Regions from separate parts of the Arachis hypogaea genome. Here region 1 is linked to region 2. A link is a contact called in public Hi-C data. All regions are on one chromosome and are shown on one strand. Each heading gives the region's core, a stretch centred on a gene start, on an enhancer-like site or on the middle of the called end of the contact. The rest is flanking DNA. Distances are from core to core; before and after follow the strand shown.

Region 1 (6,000 bases), core at 1,258-3,757, 43 kb after region 2:
TATTTTTTTAGAGCACGCTCAATCTTATTAGTTCTTTATTTAGTTTTAAGCATTTTTTATTCATGAATTGATTTAAATCATGGACCTATCTATCAACATATATAGTTGTGTGTTGTGAAAAAATGTAGCACAACATATTTAGTTGGGGTGAATACAAAAGAAGTTAAGATCGATGATTGTGAAAAGATGATTATTATTCAAAGGTGTCCAAGTATTTTTTAGAATGAAGACTCAATTATGTCCATTTTTACCCCAAAAAAAATGCAACATATAACAAAAATGAAAAAAATATACTTTGTCCCTTGATTTTATTATTTTAAGACGGCGTAATATCTTTATCAAAAAGTCCATCAAATACTGATAGAAATTAGCTTTGTGATGGCTTTCAATGTAATATGTGGAGGTTTCAAACTCCCATAAAATTCTTTGCACCAAATAAACCAACTTTTATTATTATCGTTACTATTATCATCACCTTTCTCATTCTCATAATCATAACTTCTATCTTTACTAATTCTGATCTATTAGGCTGCGTTTGTTTACAGAGACAAGACACTGAAATATTGACACTGAGACACAAAATCATGTTTGACAGAGGAGACATGGACAGAGATAGTGTGTCTAGAGACACTGAATTAGTGTATTTTGTGTTCATCCTGACAAGAAAGACACAGAAACACTAACAAGAGACACAACTTATTTTTCATTCTTTTTTTCATTATTTTTGTTAATTTTTTATAATTATATATTTTAATTATTATATTTTTCATCTCAAATTTTTTGAATGAAAAAAAATGAGAATAAATTAAATTTTCATAATTTGTTCTATTTTATCACCAAATAGAATACAAGAACACAAAATTTTGTGTCTCTATCCATCAGTGTCTTGTCCTGTTCTATTCTCAATGTCTTGTCCTGTTCTATTTTCAGTGTCTTATCCTGTCCTATTCTCTGAAACAAACGCAGCCTTAATTCACCATCCCTCATCTTTATCATTATCTCTTCTATCATTACCATTATTAACACCAACAAAAACATCATTAATATTCTGTTATTCTATTTTTTATCTGACATTTTTTTTTTAAATCTTCGTACTATACTTATTTTTTCTTCTTGAAACACTAATTTTAACAATAATCTTATAAATAAAACTAATACAAAATCAATTTCTATTAGTGTTTAGCGCATTTTTTAGTGAAACATTACATTGTCTTAAAATAATAAGATTAGGATGCCGAAATGCTTTTTTTTTTTTATACAAAAAATCTTGTTATTTTTCGTAAAAATAAATAAAAATCGTATCGAATCTTCACTCTATTATATATTTTCAATCAAAACAAAATCCAAACAAAATAAGAACAATTATTAGAGATGGGCTAAGGTTTAATAATAGGTTAAATAATGGAATCATTTAATAATTCAAATAGAACAAGTAAAATAAAAGATGAGTGAAAGAACTTGGGTGATGACCTTTTCACAAATAAGCTGAAGGCTTTGAGAGTTTCGCTAAGGAGATGACACAAGAAAAATTTTGGGGATATGGACAACAGGATAAAGAAGTTTGAGGAAGAGATAAAGAAGATTGATGATGTCGTTAGTGCGGGTTCTTATGACGAAACAAATGAGGCTAGACGGAAGGCTCTTGTGACTTGTTGTGCAAAATGGCATGCTAGAAAGGAGATTCATTGGAAGCAAATGTCTCGGTCTTAACATGCTAGAGATATGGACAAGAACACCAGGTACTTCCATAACCTAGCATCAGCTAGAAGGAGGAACAACAGGATTGACTCTTTAGTGATTAATGAAAGATTGGTGCGGAACCAGGCCAGAATAAAGATTGCGATTATAGGATTTTATAAAGATCTGTATCGGCAGGAACATGCTCTTTTTATTGGCATCCGTGATGGGTTGGTAAAACAGATTGAGGAGGAAGAGGCAGCAGTGCTTGAGGTAATGCCAACGCCGGAGGAGATATGAGAGGCGGTTTGGGATTGTGATTCAAGTAAAGCTCAGGGTAGCGATGACTATAATATGAACTTCATAAAGAAATGTTGGGAGGAGATAGGCCAGAAATTTACTATAGCTGTGTTGGGTTTTTTCAGAGTGGGAAGCTACCAACAGAGACTAATGTAACGTGGGTGGCTCTAGCCCTAAAGTTTGTGGGGGCCAAGAAAATCAAAGACCTAAGACCGATTAGTATGGTGGGTTGTGTTTATAAGGTGATATCAAAAGTGCTGGTAAGAAGAATGCGCCCAGTGATGCCACGTTTAGTGGGGGAGACCCAGTCTGCATTTGTAAAAGGTCGAAAAATACATGATGGTGCTCTCATCGCTTGTGAGACGGTCCAATGGCTGAAGCTACGAAGGAAGCAGGCGGCAATTATCAAACTAGACTTTCAGAAAGCTTATGACATGGTACGATGGAGCTTTGTGGATATAGTGCTACAGAAGATGGGCTTTGGTCTTAGATAGAGGACATGGGTGAAGGAATGTGTGACCACAGCGTCTATGTCAGTGTTGATTAATGGGTCACCATCCAAGCCGTTCAAGATGGAAAGAGAACTCAGACAAGGAGATCCGCTCTCTCCTTTTCTTTTTGTTCTTGTCATTGACGTATTGCACAGGATGGTGGGTGAGGCAGTAAGGAATGGACGTATTTCTCCATTGTTGGTGGGTCGGGACAACATAGAGCTGTCGCATCTCCAGTTCGCAGATGACACGATGTTGTTCTGCCCTCAGGACACGGAGACAGTGTTGAATTACAAGAGACTCCTACGTTGTTTTGAGCTAATGTCTGGCCTGAGTATTAACTACGACAAGTCAAGCTTGATTTCAGTCAATTGTGAGAAGGCATGGGTGACTAATATGTGTGGTCTGTTGGGATGTACTGAAGCTGCGTTACCGGTCAGGTACTTGGGAATCTCCTTAGGCGCAAATCCTCGGTTGGTGAAGACCTGAAAACCGATCATAGACAAGGTGGAAGATAAGCTTAGCCTTTGGAAAGCTAAATCTCTTAACAAGGTTGGTAAGTTGGTTCTCATTAAATCGGTTCTAAATAGCCTTCCAGTTTACTACTTAAACTTATATAAGATGCCAAAAGCGGTTGCAGAAAAGATTATTGGACTACAAAGAAGGTTTTTGTGGAGTAAAGAAGATGGGAATACTGGTATACCGCTTGTGAGATGGGAGGTGGTTCAAGCTCCTAAGAAGCAAGGTGGGTTGGGTGTCGGGGATGCATTACTCAAGAACGTGTCGCTTCTGTTCAAGTGGTGGTGGCGTTTCTCTAAGGAAGACTGCCCATTATGGAAGAATGTTCTTTGTTCCTGTAATCAATTGAACCCATCTTTAATGCTGTCACAACAACCTTTACCATCTAAAGGGGGACCATGGAAAGATATTTGCCAGCTTAATATGAAGGATCAACAGGTGAGAGATATGATGATTAGTGGTTTGTCTATGGAGGTGGAAAATGGCAGACGTATTCGTTTTTGGGAGGACAGTTGGTTACAAAGTGGCTCTTTGAAGGATAGTTTTCCAAGACTCTTCTCTGTTTCAAACCAACAAGGATCTGTAATAGGGGACTGTGGGCTTTGGGATGGGTTAGAGTGGGTTTGGAACTTTGAATGGAGTAGAGAACTGTTCCAATGGGAGTTAAAGTTGTTCAACCAACTTCATGACCGGTTACAAGTTGTGAAGTTGTCGGTTGATAGAGAGGATTCTGTCATATGAAAATTTGACAAGAAAGGTATTTTTTCCACTAACTCATTTATGCAGGTACTGCAGAAAGAAACTATCTCAGCGGACATCACAAGTTACAGTTTCACTAGTACCATCTGGAGAGGCCTGGTTCCTCTAAGAGTTGAACTGTTTGCATGGTTCGTTTTAGTTGGCAGGGTCAACATGAAGGAGAGGCTGAGTAGATTCGGAATTATTAATCATAATGATAATATCTGTGTGCTGTGTAAAAAGGATATAGAATGTGTGCATCATTTGTTCTTTAGCTGTGAGTTTACATGGTAGGTGTGGTGCGCTTGGCTAACGTGTGTTGGTAGAGACTGGACTATGCCGGGAACTGTTAAAGAGTTTTTTGAGAGCTGGATTGGAGTACCAGGCTGTAAGTCTCAGCAAAAGAAGGGGTTGATGAGCTTCTTTGCAGTTGTTTGGAATATCTGGTTGGAACGGAATAGTAGAGTTTTTCATAATACTGAGATAGGTGTTGAAGAGATCAAGACTAGATCATTTTTGAGCTACAGAAATTGGGACGGTATTAATCCGTTTGGTTGTTGATGGCAATGCCGGAGATGACAACGGAGTATACCTTTTATTGTGTCTAGTGTGTTGTATTTATTTGTTCTTTCTTTCTCTTTGCTCCACTTCAATGTGTTGAGCTCTTATGGTTCAAAAAAAAAAGTATAAGTAACAATGATCACATATGTAGTGAAATAACTTACAAGTAGAATGTAGAGAGAAGCATATAAATGGAAGAAGATGAGAGAAAAAGAATCGTTTCTTTGTGGAGGTAAATACTAAATCGGTACCCGAAAGATTATGGCGCTGACAAAATGATACCTGACTTTTGTTATTGACAAAATAGCCCCTGAAAGATTTTAAAATTTAACAAAATCATCCAACCATGAAAGAATGACGTCACAGTGAGTGAAAAATGCTGATGTGGTCGTCGGAAGAGAGCTCCGATGATGGCAGAGATCTCTGGCGACCTTTTTCTTCTTCTTCTTCTTCGTGTTCGCTACTTCTTCTTCTTCAACATGCCACTGTGTCCCCTCCCGCCATGACAGTTGAAGAAGACCACTATGGCACGCCGCTGCACCTCACCATGTTCTTCGTGTTTGCCACTTCTTCTTCTTCAACACGTCACTACGTCCCCTTTCGCGTCCCCTTTCGCCAGACCGCCATGGCAATACCTCGCTGCGTTCTCGTGTTCGCTGCTTCTTTTTCAACACACCGTTGCGTCCCTTCTGCGTCCCCTCTGCCATGACATCATCTCGCCGCTGCGTCCCCTTCCGCCATGGCAAAGAAGAAGAAGATCAGAAACGTCGCTAGAGCTCTCTGCCATCATCGAAGCTCTCTTTCGACGGCCAATCAGCGTTTTTCATTCACTGTGATATCATCCTTTTTCGGTTGGACGATTTTGTCAAATTTTAAAATCTTTCAGGGACTATTTTGTCAATAACAAAAGTTAGGTACCGTTTTGTCAACGTCAAAATTTTTCGGATACCGATTTGGTATTTAGCTCTTTCTTTGTGCGATGACTGCAAAAGTTGTAACATCAAAATTGGATGCATGATAAATGATATTAAATAACTACTTATACAAATAAAGTTTTGTTCCTTAGAAGAGAAAAGATAATTGCTATGTAATATCGATTCCAATTATGATTGAGGTTCAACTTTATTTACATACCAAAACAGGACACTCATCAAGAGAGCACTAACAAAGATCATTCATTCATTCCTTAGAATTCACACGTGTTATGTTTAGTTTTTAATAAATTTTTATTATTTTAAAAATTTTGATAATTATTCAGATTGATTCTTTATTTTTAATTAAATTTTTAATATGTGTTTGTACAATAAGTTCATGACAAAATTTATAATTTTCTACAGTATCCTTCATCCAACAGGTTAAGGACTAAATCGTCGCAGATCTAAACTTTATTTAAGAATTTGTCGCTAACTAATAAGTTACTGCAAGTATTCGAATTTTCTAATACTTGTGAGTTAACCACTCGACCAATCTAAGTTGGTTTTCATAACAAAATTTATTATAAAACAATATCATTATAAAATAAATTAATTCTCTTTATAAAAAAATAATATGTTTGGAGAACATCTTTTAGAATAATAAAATTTTGTTAAGAATCAAAATGTTAAATCCAACTTTTTTTTTGGGAAATCAATATGAATGTTAACTCTGAATTATAATTTGTATTTTGTTTTGAATTATAATTTGCATTTTTTTTTAATAAAGAAAGCTCAACACA
Region 2 (6,233 bases), core at 1,458-3,957:
GGTAGTGATGAGTATCTTATCTTATCTTTATCTGGTTAAGATAAGATGGACGAGTGAATTCGAAAGTTGGTTAGGAGATTTGGAGGGCCGGTTTTTGGACCTTCTGAGCGAGGTGCGGGTCGGACCCGGAAAGCCGAGGTCGGGTGCAGTCCCGGGTCTGGAATCTGTGGTCCAGATCCGTAACAGTTTGTCTTCTTTATCGATTAATGTAGAGATTAAACCGAACCAGCCACTTTCATTTATTTTCTAACATTATCTTCCTAACTAAGGTAATTATGTTAGATTCAAGTAAATCATATATGGGCAGGAAAATTAATATCCCTTCTGAGTTTGATAAATCACAACTACATGATGTGGTTCTCAATTATTAGTAGTTCGTTATTGGTTTAATTTTGTTGTATATACCAACACTCATGACCAGCCATGTGTTGAGTGCAAAATCCAGATCCTAATAATATATGATCATGGCCCGTGACAAGTGACAACCTATGAATTCCAAACAATATTTCTTTCGATCAAGACAAATTTTCTCTTCGAAATTTGAATTCCAAGTTTCATGCAAATATATATAGTTGTACTCTAATAAATTAATTAGTTAGATTTAATTGTACGCTCTAAATTATTAATATATTTTCTTTTTCGTCTATATATGCATAATCGATAACATCGAGAAACACCTACCACATCTTCTTGTAACTCACGGGCATAAATAACTTAACATCTGATAGTAATAATAATATTATTATAGTAATTAAGTTCATGTGCACAATTGATTAATATTCAGTAGTGATTAATAATACTGTGTCATGCCAAGTAATTATAATTACCGAGTGCTTTCAGGTCTATTTAGTTTGTATTTTCATTTTTTAAATTTTTTATTTTTAAGATTTTGTGAAAAAGTTTGAAAGAAAAATGTTTCTAGTATTTCCATTTTCATTTTGAATAAAATTCTGAAATAAAAATATTAAAAATAAAAACAGAAAACATTTTTTAAAAGCCAAACAAGGTAGAGTAACAAATTAAACAGGCCTTTACTTTGTGAATGAAGCTAAGTTACATTATTTTAATAGTAACCGTTGGTGTAAAAGCTGTAAATAATCCTTTTGCTTAATGTTTGGTTGCTCGCTAGAATGGTGGAATGGATGGACATCAGATTATGAGCAACAGGTTAAGTGAAAGTGGTATCTGAACTTGGACGTGAGTTTTACGGAGAGATGTTGTCTTGATTATTGGTGGGTCTGTGGGATGGAGTCACTTGCAAGAACACTCCAATGCTAAAATAAGCGTCTGTAAGATATATATAGCGGTTTATTAGGATAAAGGTAGCGTACCTTTGGAAAGAGGTAGATTCCTCCTCATTTATATATTGTATTCGAATGGGCCCTCTGACTTGAATTTGTCTGCCTGAAAGTTTCTGTCAGCTATCCAAATCTTCATTGAGAGGTAAAATAACGCACAGGTCACTATTGTGTATGGGTCGATCGGGTTAAACCGAAACACTTAACATTTATGATTAAATATGTATTCTTTTGAAATAAATAAATAAATTGTTGTCTGGATACTTGAAAGAAAAATAGACTAGTTAATAATAGAATAAACAAAATAATTAGACTAAATTAAATTGGTCGAATGATCAATTCACTTATCCGTTTAAACAAATATTAAAGAATTTAAATTTTATTTTTTGAATAAATTTTATTCTTATTTTATTTATTATTTATTTGTTCTGACAAAGCATTGAATAAGTAAAGTTTTGTGAAGATAATCCAGTACAATCATTCAATACTTATTAGCTATGTTAAAAACTTAAAATAACATTAATAGAATTAAATTCCACAGATTTTTTTGTGAGAAAGCGAGGCTCACGCCCAAGATTGCAACTCAACAATGTTTTGGGATAAGGTGACCCCTCTCAAATCATCAGCTACAATCTATGGGAATATTTAGTAACCAAAGAAAATTAATCAAAAATAACTATAATTTATTTTATTTAGTATTTATTAATTATTATAATAATTAATAAATATTAAATAAGACAAATTCTAACTGTTTTTTTTTTGTTTTTCTAACATTACGGACCATCTATCTTAATCCTTTAGGAGGTTGATCAATAAAATGAAAGTTAGGATGAATGTTCAATTCTTTTCTAATTAGCCAATTTACACATCTATTTCCTTCTCATACGAACAAAAATAAATATTTAAAAATATTTATATATTTTATGAATATATCCGATATCTGATTCGATTTATAAATATGCGATTCAAATCGAATCTAAACTTAAAAAATATGGATATTGAATTTGATCCGATAATTTAAATAAGAATTAAATTAAAACTTTAGCTATAATCAATCCAATTCGATTCGCGCGTTCATCCATGTTGATCTCTCTTATAGTAGTTGGATTCCTTCAAAGCTCCTCTATAAAGCCATACACGGATTGTTGCACTATCTCCCATTTTTTCTTGTAAACTAAAACTGGGTAACCGTCTTCGCCTAGCGACTTTAATGAGCCAATACTAAAGAGGACATTCTCAAAGTATTGGCAAATGGCAATGGTGAAAAAGTATATCAAAAAGTACCCTAATGTATTTGGGCTTTTTTCGACAAAATAGTTTATTAGGCTAGACGCTTTTTGTTATGAGGGAAGAAGAGGGTATTAGAATTTAGAAGGATTTAAAAAAAAAATAGCTATCCATGACTAAGTAGTCATTGATCTATAGGATTAGGAGATACTATCCAAAACTTAAAAGGAAAACTAAATACACAATCAGGCATTGAATGAAGACTAAATTCATCCTACCAAAAAAAGGACTAGATTCAGTAGTTCAATTATTTATTTTTTCGGTCTTTTTTTTTTTGTCAAGCAGTCATGGTTAAACTGTAGCATTTTATTTATTTATTTATTTTTTTGATTTTCCACAGTAAGTTAAGGACTAATCCGTTACAATACTGAACTCTATTTAAGGGTTTGTCGCTGGCCACTAAGCTGCTACATACACAAGGTAAGATTTGAACTCCTAACTCTTACTTAAGTGAACTATTGAACTAATTACTAGATCAACCCAACTTGGTTAAACTTAAATAGTAGCATTTTAATCATCTCAACTGTTTATATGGGCCTGTAGGGCCCATTTTCTTCGTATTGTTTAACTGAAGAAATGACCAAAGCAAATTTTGGGTTTGGGACAAAATAACCCAATTTGTAGGCATCTTTTTAGTTATGTAACGACAAAAATTATAACAAAAAAAATGAATTAAAATTAGTGAAAGATATGACTACTTGATTATTAACTATTATCAGCATCAAGAGGTTCAATGGTTGTTAATTAATAATTATACTTGCACAGTTGCACCAAGCAAGCCAGTGACATATTAATTAATTGTATTATAATTAATTAATATCACAAAGTAGCCATAAAAATAATCTTAACACACTCCCTAGAAACCAGGAGGATGCGAATAGTTCCAATCAAATTCTGTTACCAATTCTTAATTGAATTCGTTCCGTCGATTCTAAGCTTTTTAAGAACCTATGATATACGAATACCGATACGGACACAGAACACATACGACACAAGAATTTTAAAATTTTATAAGATATGAAGGCACATATATATATAAAATATAAAATATTTTTTAAATAAATTGTAATAATATTTTGATATTTTATTAATATTAAAATATAAATTAATTTTTTAATTATTTTTAATATTTTATTTTAATTATCAAATATTTAAAATATTTTTTATTTTAATAAATAACAATATATACTATATCTAAATTTATTTCAAAAATATATGTTAAGAATAAGACTTGACACGTCGACACCGACACGTGATGATATTTAGGTGTGTACAAGTGTGTCCGGAGAATAATTTTTTATTTTTGGGTAAAGTACTAAATTAGTCCCCTACATTTGAGCGTAATCCTGTTTTAGTTCTTACGATTTAAAGCGTCCTATTTGAATCCAAAAAGGGTTCATTTAGCTTCAATTTAGTCACACCGTGGGGTCAAAGATAAATAATTAACGAAATGTCTTACATGGCAACAGTATAAGAACAATGTCAATAATTTGGAGAATAAGTACAAGCTCCAGATGCACAAAATCATCCATGGATGCATCAATATATGTATTTAACATTTTTTTTAGTTTTATAGAAAATATTTTATTTTAATTATAAGAAAAATGATAAATAAATGTATTGATGCATCCACGGTTGATTTTGTGATTCTGGAACTTGTACTTATTCTCTAGATTATCGACATTGTTCTTCTACTGTTGTCATATAGGACATTTTGTTAATTATTTATCTTTGACCTCCGGTGGGACTAAATTAAAGTTAAATGAAACTTTTTTAGATTCAAATAGGACAATTTAAACCTTAAGGACCAAAACAGGATTACGCCAAAATGTAGGGGACCAATTTAATACTTTATCCTTTATTTTTTATTAAGACACGGTTGGACACAGCAGACACGCGTATTGGACAAGTGTCGACGAATGTCGTATTCAAAATGTGTCCGACACACGAATATGACAACTCAGTGAAGTGTATGTGCTTCATAGCTAAGAACTAAATAAATTTTTATTTATTTTTAAGTTAAGAAAATTTAATTAATTCACTAAACAATAATATAAGTGTAATAAAATGAAATAAATTTGATGAAAAACAACGTCTCTATGCAATTTAATGAAAGACAATTTATCATTTCAATATCTTAGGCCATCGCACACACACGTACACACTTAGTTGGAGTGACAAATCACAAATACTCATTTCCCTTAATTAGTGGTTTTGGGTTCAAGTTGTGATTATAAGAAAAATAATCTCGCATACGTGTACATACACTCTTTATAATAAACACTATTTTGAAATGAGTACTTCTTTAACAACTATATATATATATATATTCTCTTTGTTTTATTAATGGTGAAAACTCAGGTGAAGTCGACTTCACGTGAAGTTGATATTTGAGAACCGTTGGATGAAAATTTAGTCAAATCAGTCAAATCATCTAACGGCTCTCAGGTAACAACTTCACGTAAAGTCGACTTCACTTGAGTTTCCACCTTTATTAATTGAAAAATAATTTGAATACACACACTACAATACAGGTGGAGGATTGCGGTAGCCATTTAGCGTCAGTTTACGTAGACACAGTTAAGTTGAAAGAATGCGGCGGTTTGGTTGGTAATTTTATCAAGCGCAGCAATATCTGATAAATTAGCAGCGATTTTTTTGTTAACGGCCACTAAAAAACAATTTTAAAGTGCCACAAATAATAAAATAAATCGCCGCTATTCGACACTTTAATTGTTGTGACAATCAATTAGTAATAATGGTATTTTTAATGAATGTCAAGAATATTTTATATATGAATATTATTTTTCAAAAAAAAATTGATATTAGTATATAAAGCCATGTCTCTTGGGAAATATCAAATACTGGAAAATGATTGTTTCCACCAAAAGATATATATGAAGAATTTGAGGAACCATGGACCACGTTGGTTCCGCCAATGGGAATTTTGAGAGAGACATGTATTCAGAATCATGGTAACCCACATTGTTCATATCGAACGAGGAAAGACTCAAACCATTGCCACATATATATATAAATATGTTTGTTGTTGGAGGAATAATTTTTTTTTTTTATTTGAAAAAAAAATAGTTATCTTATATTTAAGTTTTGATGAATAGAAGATAATTAATATTGAAAAAAAGCCATATACACCCTTTTAAAAAATGTTTAATATTTGTATACTATTGTCTTCAATAATATATAGATCATATACAAAAAGAAAATCCATCCCAAGTAAATAACTTTATATATATAATTAATTATTGTTCAGTTAATAAATTATTTCAAGATATTATCTAAAACTAATTAAAAAAGGAGAGAATGCATGGGTATGTTTCAAACGTTTTTGGATGATCTATTTTATCCTTATTTAGATAGTGGTGGGATATTTTGTAAAGAATTTTGATGTTTAAATTAGTTAAAATAGTTTTAGCATATACTATGTGCAAGTTAGATGATAAAATACTTGAATATTAAGGTATTTAAGAGTAGATAATAAGATTTACTCATGTTTTAACAATGACTACTTCAAATGATATTGAACTGTTATTTTCCTTACAATGGAAATTGGAAAACGTTACTTTATGTTGAGTTAATTAGTTATGGTGATAATCGAAGTAATGATGAGAGACCTTGTATATTATAGAA

Evidence for each region. Hi-C and Micro-C count contacts between places; a contact is called where the count stands out from the background.
Region 1: a Hi-C map of leaf shows a contact between it and region 2, with 1.8 times the contacts expected there. The contact joins the promoter of LOC140176452 here to the enhancer-like site in region 2. A contact is called at or near these places in 2 of 8 Hi-C or Micro-C datasets (leaf and an unstated tissue).

Annotation. Positions count from the first base shown.
Region 1 is chr11:3,378,166-3,384,165 of arahy.Tifrunner.gnm2.J5K5, forward strand. It overlaps LOC140176452, which reads left to right and starts at 2,508. Exons shown (of 2, transcript XM_072207828.1): 1 at 2,508-2,908; 2 at 3,059-3,728. The coding sequence starts at 2,508. The coding sequence ends at 3,728.
Region 2 is chr11:3,335,229-3,341,461 of arahy.Tifrunner.gnm2.J5K5, forward strand. No RefSeq gene overlaps it. Among protein-coding and RNA genes, the nearest start is that of LOC112723738, 12 kb to the left of the region's middle. Within about 2 kb of position 2,708, at least 3 of the 3 cell types and tissues checked have open chromatin away from gene starts, as enhancers often do.